Regions from separate parts of the Danio rerio genome. Here region 1 is linked to region 2. Evidence: chromatin contacts called from public HiChIP or PLAC-seq data. All regions are on one chromosome and are shown on one strand. The core of a region is the stretch at or near the end of the contact, and the rest is flanking DNA. Distances in the headings are between cores, read along the strand shown. Region 1 holds the start of shox (shox homeobox). Region 2 holds the start of ppp2r3b (protein phosphatase 2, regulatory subunit B'', beta).

Region 1 (4,869 bases), core at 1,432-3,931, 130 kb before region 2:
TGTGTATGAGTGAATACAACAACAACAACTGTCTCCAAATGTTAAACATCTCAGGCGCATGGTATGATATACACATTTAATCCAGCCTGCTTTAAGCAAACGTGTAGGAGGAATGAAGGCCTAGCGATCACGCTTCCCATTATTTATTTTATTAGTTTTCCCTTGCCACTTCCTTTTCGATAGCAAACACGTCTTCACAAGAGGGATTGTATTTATTTTTTACTCCTTGAACTGTTAATAAAAACACTTTAGTTTTACGTCGTTCTCAGCGTTATAAATTCCTCCAGGCGTATAAATACACAACACAACAGCGCTATTATAATATACTTATTTCTATTGCTTGCTTATTTAAGAAAAATAATAAAAGCAATGAACCGATTTTCACAACAATATATTTATGCATCGAAAAAACAAAAACATATTTTCACACACAGACCTAATTGAAATTATCGTATGCTACTTAAAAAAACGATGAAAAATGAAACAGCCTCCATTTGGAATACAGGTAATTTGCATTCATGCATTTGTTTAAACATTTATCTGCACGCTGTCTTCTGTTTTCATATAATTAATATTTTACTTATTTAATAAGTAAAATGTCATATTTAGTATTAGTATTTTTGTTGATCTGGCCTATTCATAAAGTGTTTTAAGAATGAACAATTTGTATATTCCAAATCAGGAATAATTTTAATATTTAATATTGATGTGTAATAATAACAATAACAGCAATAATAATGTAACGCATGGAAGAATGGGAGCTTACCTGCACGCGGGCCTCAGACAGCCCCAGTCTCTGACTCAACTCCTCCCGCATGAAGGCGTCTGGGTAATGCGTCTCATCAAACAAGCGCTCCAGTTCATTCAGCTGCTCTAAGGTAAAATTTGTCCTGCTCCGTCTCTGCTTCAGTTTACTCTGTGCGTCCTCGTCCTCTGATTTCACATCCTCCTTCTTGTCTTTGCAGTCATAAATTCCTGTGAAAATACAACATAAACACATCAACAAAGTGTTTCATTTAAAGCGTTCATTTATTAGGGTGCACGAGTTTTTCAAAAGCATCCAGATGACGGATCAGACGTGCACTTTAAACACATTCGGTAACTAAATAAATCTAATTAATAGCTGCGAGATGTCAACATAGAACACTACTAAAAACTTGATATTCAATAAAATTGAAAATATGACATTAACTATAAGAACGAGCTGCTTTGAACCAATAGGCTACATTGTGAAAAACGCTTTAGCAATAAAACTAACTTATAAGAAATAAGAAACGATTAACCTTTTTAAATGCAAATTATATTTTGTGGATCTAATCACATTTATTTTGCACATAGTTTTGAATAATGGGTAATTCTAGAATTAAATTATAAATGTTAGAAGATATTTGTAGTCTAATTTACAAGGAGTTTTATATCAAAGAAATCAAACCTTAATTTTCAGTGAATATTAGCATAAACTCGCATTTCTTTGGAAACTAAATTAAACTTTCAAACTACCTTCAATATTTTTTTCATTCATTTTGAGAATGTTTTTTGTTGTTTTGTGTGCAATGAATATGTTTGGGATTTAGATTTGCTTGTTATTAATATTATGATAATTATTATTATTGTATTATAATTTTAATATTTGGCTATTATTAATATTAATATTGGAAAGGTTGTATTTCAAAAAAGAACTGTCATGGGCCTGCCATCACTGTGGTTAAACGTCTTTCATCCGTTTCTGAAGTAAACCCGTTTAATATTAAATCTCTCTTTGAAACTGTGATCACACAGTAAGGCTCTGTGTTAACTGACAGCCATTTTACTCCATATTTACACTGTTTGCACAAAAACAAAATAATTATATTTAGTGATTCCCTGGCAATTTAAAGACCGCCAAGTAGCCTAATAAATACATTGATAGATCGTGTTTTCAATTTTGACAAGACAGAGGCCTGTTGTTTATATTTTAACAAGTAAAATGTAATTACAAACTATTAAACTTTTAGTGTGATGTCCTTTCTTAAGATTGCATTATGTGTATTTCTTGTCTTTTACAAATAAAAACAATTCAGTACGCGGTGCACACATCATGGAACAAGTGCTCATTGCATCAGCTGAATGCAGCTTGGATGTCTGCACTCGCATGCTAGTTAGCCTCTATAGACGAACGAAAACCTCTTAATGGTCTTGAAAATGATCTTAATATGCAGTCGTTTAGATTTAGTCGATTTTTCAACACCGTCAAACGCATTCGCGGGAAGATCTAATTGCAAACTCGTCTCCGGCGCGGCGCAACACATTATCACAGCGTGCAGAAGAAACTCACCGTCAGAAGCCCTTGTCACGCTAAACTCCTTTAATTTCTCCTTTTCCAGCTCTACGTGCTCCTTGTAAAGATGTACCGGACAATGGTTGTTGTTTGTTTCAGTAATCTCCTGAAGGTTGGTCTCCGAGTTTCCCAGCTCTCTGGCTCGGGCTAAACCACTCTCCAAAACTTCCCTGTACGTGATGCTCTCTTTGCTGCTCTCCTTGGTTTTCTGATCGAAGGATTTCGACACGAACGCCGTGAGTTCTTCCATGGCTGATTACAGAAATCCACTTTAAAAATGAATCTAACGCGAATCTTTTATCTGCTCAACTGTGGATTCGGCGAAATGTTTGCGTGGAGAAGGGTTTAGATCACTCCTGCTGTTATGTCTGTGTTTTTCAGATCACACTATTTATACACGGCCACCTCAGCCCGGCCCCCATCGCCATCATGTCTGGAGTCATTACAAGCGCTTCTGAATTCAACTTTCAGCGGCTTTTCCTCAAATCAATGCCGCACTGGATGGAGTCCCCTTAATTTAATTATAATTAATTAGGATTCCTACAGTGCCGTGTGGTCAATTGGAAATGGGAACCGTGTTTAATTAATTCTGTGATAATTTCACTGACGCAATTAGAGGATATGAATATTGCAGGATGGCATTATCAGTTCATTTTCCTATATTGACGTTAACATCGGACGAAGGCTTTCGAGAATTTGCCGATGGAGGTTAGAGCGACTAATCAAGAGAAAATCGACAGTGGTTACTTGCACGGGATCGTCAATAAGTGGACAACTTTACGATATTTTCATAGCCAGTCATTATTTTGGAGTGTTTTATTGTGCTAGTTTGCCGGTAGCTGGGCTAAATCGAGAAAATAAATGAAATATATTTTATTAAATGTAGAATATATTATTAAACATGTTTTATTAATATTTTCATATCATATTTTGATTGCTCTATTAGGCATATGTATAGCGTATTATTAATTATCATCTCAAGAAGATGATGTTGTAAACTGACCGTTTTAGTTTATGTAGTTGTATTTGCGTCTCACATGAACATTTAAGTTATAGGCAACAATTTTAATACGCAGTTGTCCAAATATAACTAGCATATCTACATATATATTGATTTATTTCATTGAAAATAAAATGTTTTAAAAAGCTTCTGTTGTGATTGAAGCATAAATAGATCAGGCGCCTTTGAAACAATTGTTTCAGTGTAATTGTGTATCCTCAAAATTGTTGACTCAAGTCACTACAGTAGGCTACCACTGATTAAAAAAATATAGCCTAATTTACAAAATATATGGAGTGCTTTATATGTTTCTATTTTTATTTCTAAATCATTGTTTCAGAATATTTATTAATTCATTTTTATATGCAATTTAAAAAAAAAATTAAAATCTTTAACATCGATCAAACCACCAGTGTCATAATCATGAGCGTTTATTTCTAGTGTAGTTATTTTAAAAATGCATAAGACACTCGGATATGGTGCTATGATATTATCGCATGCAAGGATCAGTGCAGGGCGAGAATAAAAAGGGCAGAATCAAAAGGATGTTATGATCCCCTGTGAATATTGAGCACCGTGGTGTGAAATCGCTCATGTAAACCTCACAGATGACGTGTTTGATAGCGCTTTATTTATTAAATCCATCCTCATTTAAAAACTGCTGTCACGCGTTTGACTATTTCTTCAACACAGACGTAGGACCATGTGGGTTACGTTGACTAATTGTAGTTTCTATTTAAAGAAAACACTGTTTTTTCTAAACGTGTTTTTTAATTTGAGATTATTATTGTTACTGTATTTATTATTATTATTATTATTATTATTATTATTATTATTATTATTATTATATGAACATAATTTCTATCCTCATCTAGTCACTTTCATTTTTGAAAAAGAACCCTGGCTATATTTACGCAGTAGTGCTGGATGGAAACTCGTTTAAAGGGTCACGTCAAGGGAAGGATAAAGTGTGTCAGGTGCACCTTTGATACCGGGAGATTCCAAGAGTAAGCTGAAACACCGCTGCTTATGAAGTTGGATTACTCTTTTCTCAGTTGTTTTTATTATAGCTTAGAGCACATGGGTAGGCCTTAATATTTTTAGCGTTTCTGCTGTGATACCTTCTAGCAGACCTTTTTGAAAGAAAAAAAAATAGACTGCTTGCTTTTACGGTTTGCAGAACTTCAAAGTGGCTGGTGCAGATGTTTTAAAATGAGTCTGTAGATGGTACAGCCAACAACATGCTCCATGGGATCGATGCATAAAGGCTATACACACGCAGTTAAATGGACAATCGTTAGGATGTTCTGCCTCGGTAGTGTCGCTGAAGTTTAGTAGCAGATAATTCTTAAGGGCTCAGGGATTATATTTTCTCTCTCTCTCTCTCCCTCTCTCTCTCTCTCTCTCTCTCTCTCTCTCTCTCTCTCTCTCTCTCTCCCTCCCTGATTTTGGCAATTCAGTCGGAAAACGCAGGCTATATGGTGCCGCTTGTGTTTGGATGAACTTTATTGGCCACGTAGAAAAACATTTATACGCTTTTTTTTTAAAAACA
Region 2 (4,203 bases), core at 175-2,674:
GTTGGTGGTTCATTCCGCTGTGGCGACCCCGAATTAATAAAGGGACTAAGTCGAAAAGAAAATGAATGAATGAATGAATGAACTTATTACAGTAAAAACAAAACTATCAAATTTATAACAGACTTACACTGGTTTTTGCCTTGATTTGTTCCCTGATGTCTTCTGCATAGACCTTTATTCGACTAACAGTATTTACATAAAAAAATTTTAAAAATCTGATTCATTTACAAAATTTAATTGAAACATTTAATTTCAGTTAGCTTTTTTTATCTCAGCAATAAAACAAAAAAGGTTAAGTCAAATTAGAAACTACAATCTCTGTTAAAGGCATTAGCCCCAATCCTCTCCATCATAATCACTCTCCTCCCAGACGGGATGCTGGGCCCAATCAAAGGTTACAGTGGGACAATTTAGGCCCGCGGGCCTTACTTTGGGCATCTCTATTATATATTGATACAAAATAACACCAGATTTTGAAACACTATTGTGAGTTAGTAACCACAGCAAAATAGTTTTGCTAAAAACATTATAAAATGTTATAAAATTCTTTTAAAATTTAGGTTTTTATGAAAAATGTTTCTTTTGTCCCCGCTTTCACCAACTGTATAACTGAATAAATAAATTAACTTGAAGTAGTTTCAGAGGATGGGTGAGATTATTATTATTATTATTCATTCATTAACTCATTTTTTTCGATTTATTCCCTTTATTAATCTGGGGTTGCTATAGCTGAGTAATTCACTAACGTATCCAGCATGTTTTTCCCGCAGTGGATGCCCTTCTAGCTGCAACCCATCAGCGCATGTATTTCGATTTGTGGGTGAAACCGGAGCACCCTAAGGAAACCCACACAAGCACAGGGTGAACATGCAAACTACATACAGAAATGTCAACTGACCCAGCTGATGCTTAAACCAACGACCTTCTTGCTGTGAGGTGATTGTGCTACCCACTGCACCACCATGACGCCCCTATTCTTATTATTATTTCAGTAAAATAGAAAGAAATTAGTAAATTCATCAGTAAATTAGAATTGTTCTAAGCAAACTCATGCTTTGTCATTTATGTTATGTTTGTTGTCATATAGGCTATGTTGAACTCCTGTGCTTTGTTTTTTATCGTTTAAATTCAGCTCAGTGGCAAAAATATATATATATATTAATTAATACTGCTGAGTAATTTTTTTCTATAACTACTAGTAGAATATTTTACACCTTTAAACAAAAACCTGTTTATGCAATGTTTCGTTCGGAGTCAAAACGTTCACTTCAGACAATGAATCGGATAATTCGACTCTGTAATCAAGTGAAATGCAATTCCTTTTGCGAATCGATTCTTTAAAAGAACCGCTTTTAATGAACGAGTCTTTCGCGTGTGTTCGCCACTCTCGCGATATAAACTTTTCCCGGTTACCTGAGGAGACGAGAGTTTGGTTCAAAGTGTACCCCTATTGGAATGAACAAAAACAAACAAAAATCTTCTTTATAACTGCAGGTAGAGTAATGCAAACCAGTTACCGTTTACTTTGTCGTGTTTACCGGCTGACTGTACGTTTCTTTATCTATGTTACGAAATGCTGGCGGTGTTTATGTAATAGTTTGTCCGTTAGCAGTGAGAGTATATGCTCCGTGTTAGTCTGCTAGCAACAGCAACAAACCAGTTTATTTCTCTCGTGTTTCAGCTAACTTGGGGTTCTGCCTAAACGCTTAACGTGTGTGAAATTGTGAGTTAAATAAGGTGAACTTGAATTGGGATAATTTGGTGTGTTCTCCACTTTCGCCATCCGCGGTGGGATGTTTATAAACCGTAACGTTAGTTTACAATAGCATAGTTGGTTCAGATACTAGTACTTTAAGTGACTTATAATAGAATTCAATAAAAGCACATCTTGCTTTCACGGAGTTTAAAGGTTGTTGTTTGTGACATTTGAAGCCAACGGCAAGTTAAACACTTTAAGTTACTGGTATAAAGTTGGTTTCAGATTCTCACATTCGTTCAGTCATTATTTGTGAGACGACATATCTTGTTTTCCATACTTTGAATATTCAGTCTTAAATCGCATGCAAGTATGACTTGAAAACAACATTAGCACTGTCTGACTGTGAGCAATGATGTACTTTTTTATTATTGCAATAGCAGGCAACTACAACAGGTAGAAATGCAAACAGTTAGATGTATAACAAACAATACAAACTGCAACAGGAGAAATGCGACACTTTTAAAGAAATATAATAAAGGTAAAGCAAAAGAAAGACAATGAGGAAGAAAAAGAAACAAAAACTAAATAAATAAATGAGGGCACATGAAAAAAATAATACAAATTAATGTAGTATATTAAATAAAACACATGTTTTATAAGTTTTAATTGTTTTCTTGTTATGAGACTGCGATATCAATGTTGTTCTTTAATTGTCATTGGCTGCTTATATGCAAATAATACTTTTCTGAGATTATATCATTAAGAAGAAAGTCTGAATGTGCAAATATAAAGCCAATTTTACCCTAGTTAAAACCCTTTAAGTAACGTTACTATCATTAAACATGATCGTAACGTTTTGGCAGGGAATTAATTAACATTGCATTGCTATTTTGTTAGGACACAGTGATATATGTTGCTTAGTTGTGTGAGATCATAATCAAACAGCTGTCTATATTTTTACCCATTTTACACACATGGAAAATAAATTGTATAAAGATTTTTTTATTGTTGTTGTACTGTATATTCATTTGTTAAATGTATTCAGTTTCATTCATTCATTTTCTTTTTGGCTTAGCCCCTTTATTAATCAGGGCTCACCACAGTGGAATGAACCACCAATTTATCCAGCATATGTTTTACGCAGCGGATGCCTGTCTAGCTGCAACTTATGACTGAGAATCACACACATGCACTACGGACAATTTTAGCTTACCCAATTCACCATTTAGTGTCTTTGGACTTGTGGGGAAAACCAGAGCACCCGGAGGAAACACACACCAACACAGGGAGAACATGCAAACTCCACATTGAAATGCCAACTGACCCAGCCGGGGCTCAAACCAGCGACCTTCGTGCTGTGAGGCGTTTGTGCTATTCACTGCGCCACTGTGACACCCAAATGTATTCAGTTTGTTTAAATTGTTTTCCTTAACATTTTTTGTTTACATTTTATTTTTGCCCGTCAAACACATACCATTTTCTTTAGATTTGGTTGCATTGAGTATTTGTTCAGTTTGTTACAAATATAAACTACTACACAAATTGATATGCATGAACAAAGCATTTGTCGTTTACATGTTTTTTATGCACTTTAAATAGGTTGTGAATTTTGCAACATGGTTTACTAGGGTAAAATTGGTTTTATATTCGCACATTGAAACTTCCTACTGAATGATATGATCTCAGAAACGTCTTCTTTTCTATTCTCAATAGGGAAATCATATTAGCAGCCAATGAACTATCAAAATACAGCATTGTTCACAGTCAATGTTGTTTTGAAGTCATACTTGCATGCAATGTCAGAGCAAATATTCAAAGTAACATAGTGATAATTGTATTGTCTCACAAGTTATGGCTGAATGAATATGAGGATTTTTAACCGGTACATAGTTTTATAGTGCTTTCTGCTTTCTTTTTCAGGTATTTTTCATCTTTATTTATTTATTTGACTTTTATTTATTTTTTTATTTAATTTTTTTTTTTTTTTTTTTTTTTTGGAGAAAATCTTGTCTGCATGAAGAAAACCAGAAATGGCATCACCACAAACACTTCAACCTGTCCTGAAAATGAAGGTCGACGAGCTCTTCCTCTTTTGGTTGAGTGAGCCGAGTACTCAGGCGATGCTAAAAGACTACCTCAACAAAATCAAGAGTGGAGAAGAAATAGATCTAAGCCATGGTGAATTCAAGGGCACAAGCACTTTGATGTTCACTGAAAACAACAATAACAATATAGCATCAAAGATTAATGCAACGGAGAGGATGAGTGCGGCCCTTGGTGCCCCGTGCAGTCCTCCTTCGGCCACGCTGCCATCTGCGACTGGCAGCAATAACAGGGCAGGAGTGAATGCGAGGGCCCTGCGACGCTCTGTCAGCACTAAAAAGGTAAAGCCTTTATGCTCCACATTCGCTTCACAATACAGCATGACCCTGGTTTTGTCACTTTGCAGACTGCTGTGTCAGTCTAAAGAAATGTGCGTTCTACTTTATTCATATGTGGCGATG

What was found. HiChIP or PLAC-seq counts read pairs in DNA pulled down with a chosen protein or histone mark.
Region 1: an H3K4me3 HiChIP or PLAC-seq map of embryo shows a contact between it and region 2, with 3 times the contacts expected there. The contact joins the promoter of shox here to the promoter of ppp2r3b in region 2. A contact is called at or near these places in 1 of 18 Hi-C or Micro-C datasets (an unstated tissue) and 1 of 4 datasets of contacts at active chromatin or transcription factors (embryo).

The regions. Positions count from the first base shown.
Region 1 is chr9:36,331,024-36,335,892 of GRCz12tu, reverse strand. It overlaps shox (shox homeobox), which reads right to left and starts at 2,681. Exons shown (of 5, transcript NM_001126411.1): 1 at 2,315-2,681; 2 at 767-975. The coding sequence starts at 2,567.
Region 2 is chr9:36,199,005-36,203,207 of GRCz12tu, reverse strand. ppp2r3b (protein phosphatase 2, regulatory subunit B'', beta) reads left to right here and starts at 1,424. Exons shown (of 14, transcript XM_689298.10): 1 at 1,424-1,494; 2 at 3,620-4,083. The coding sequence starts at 3,730.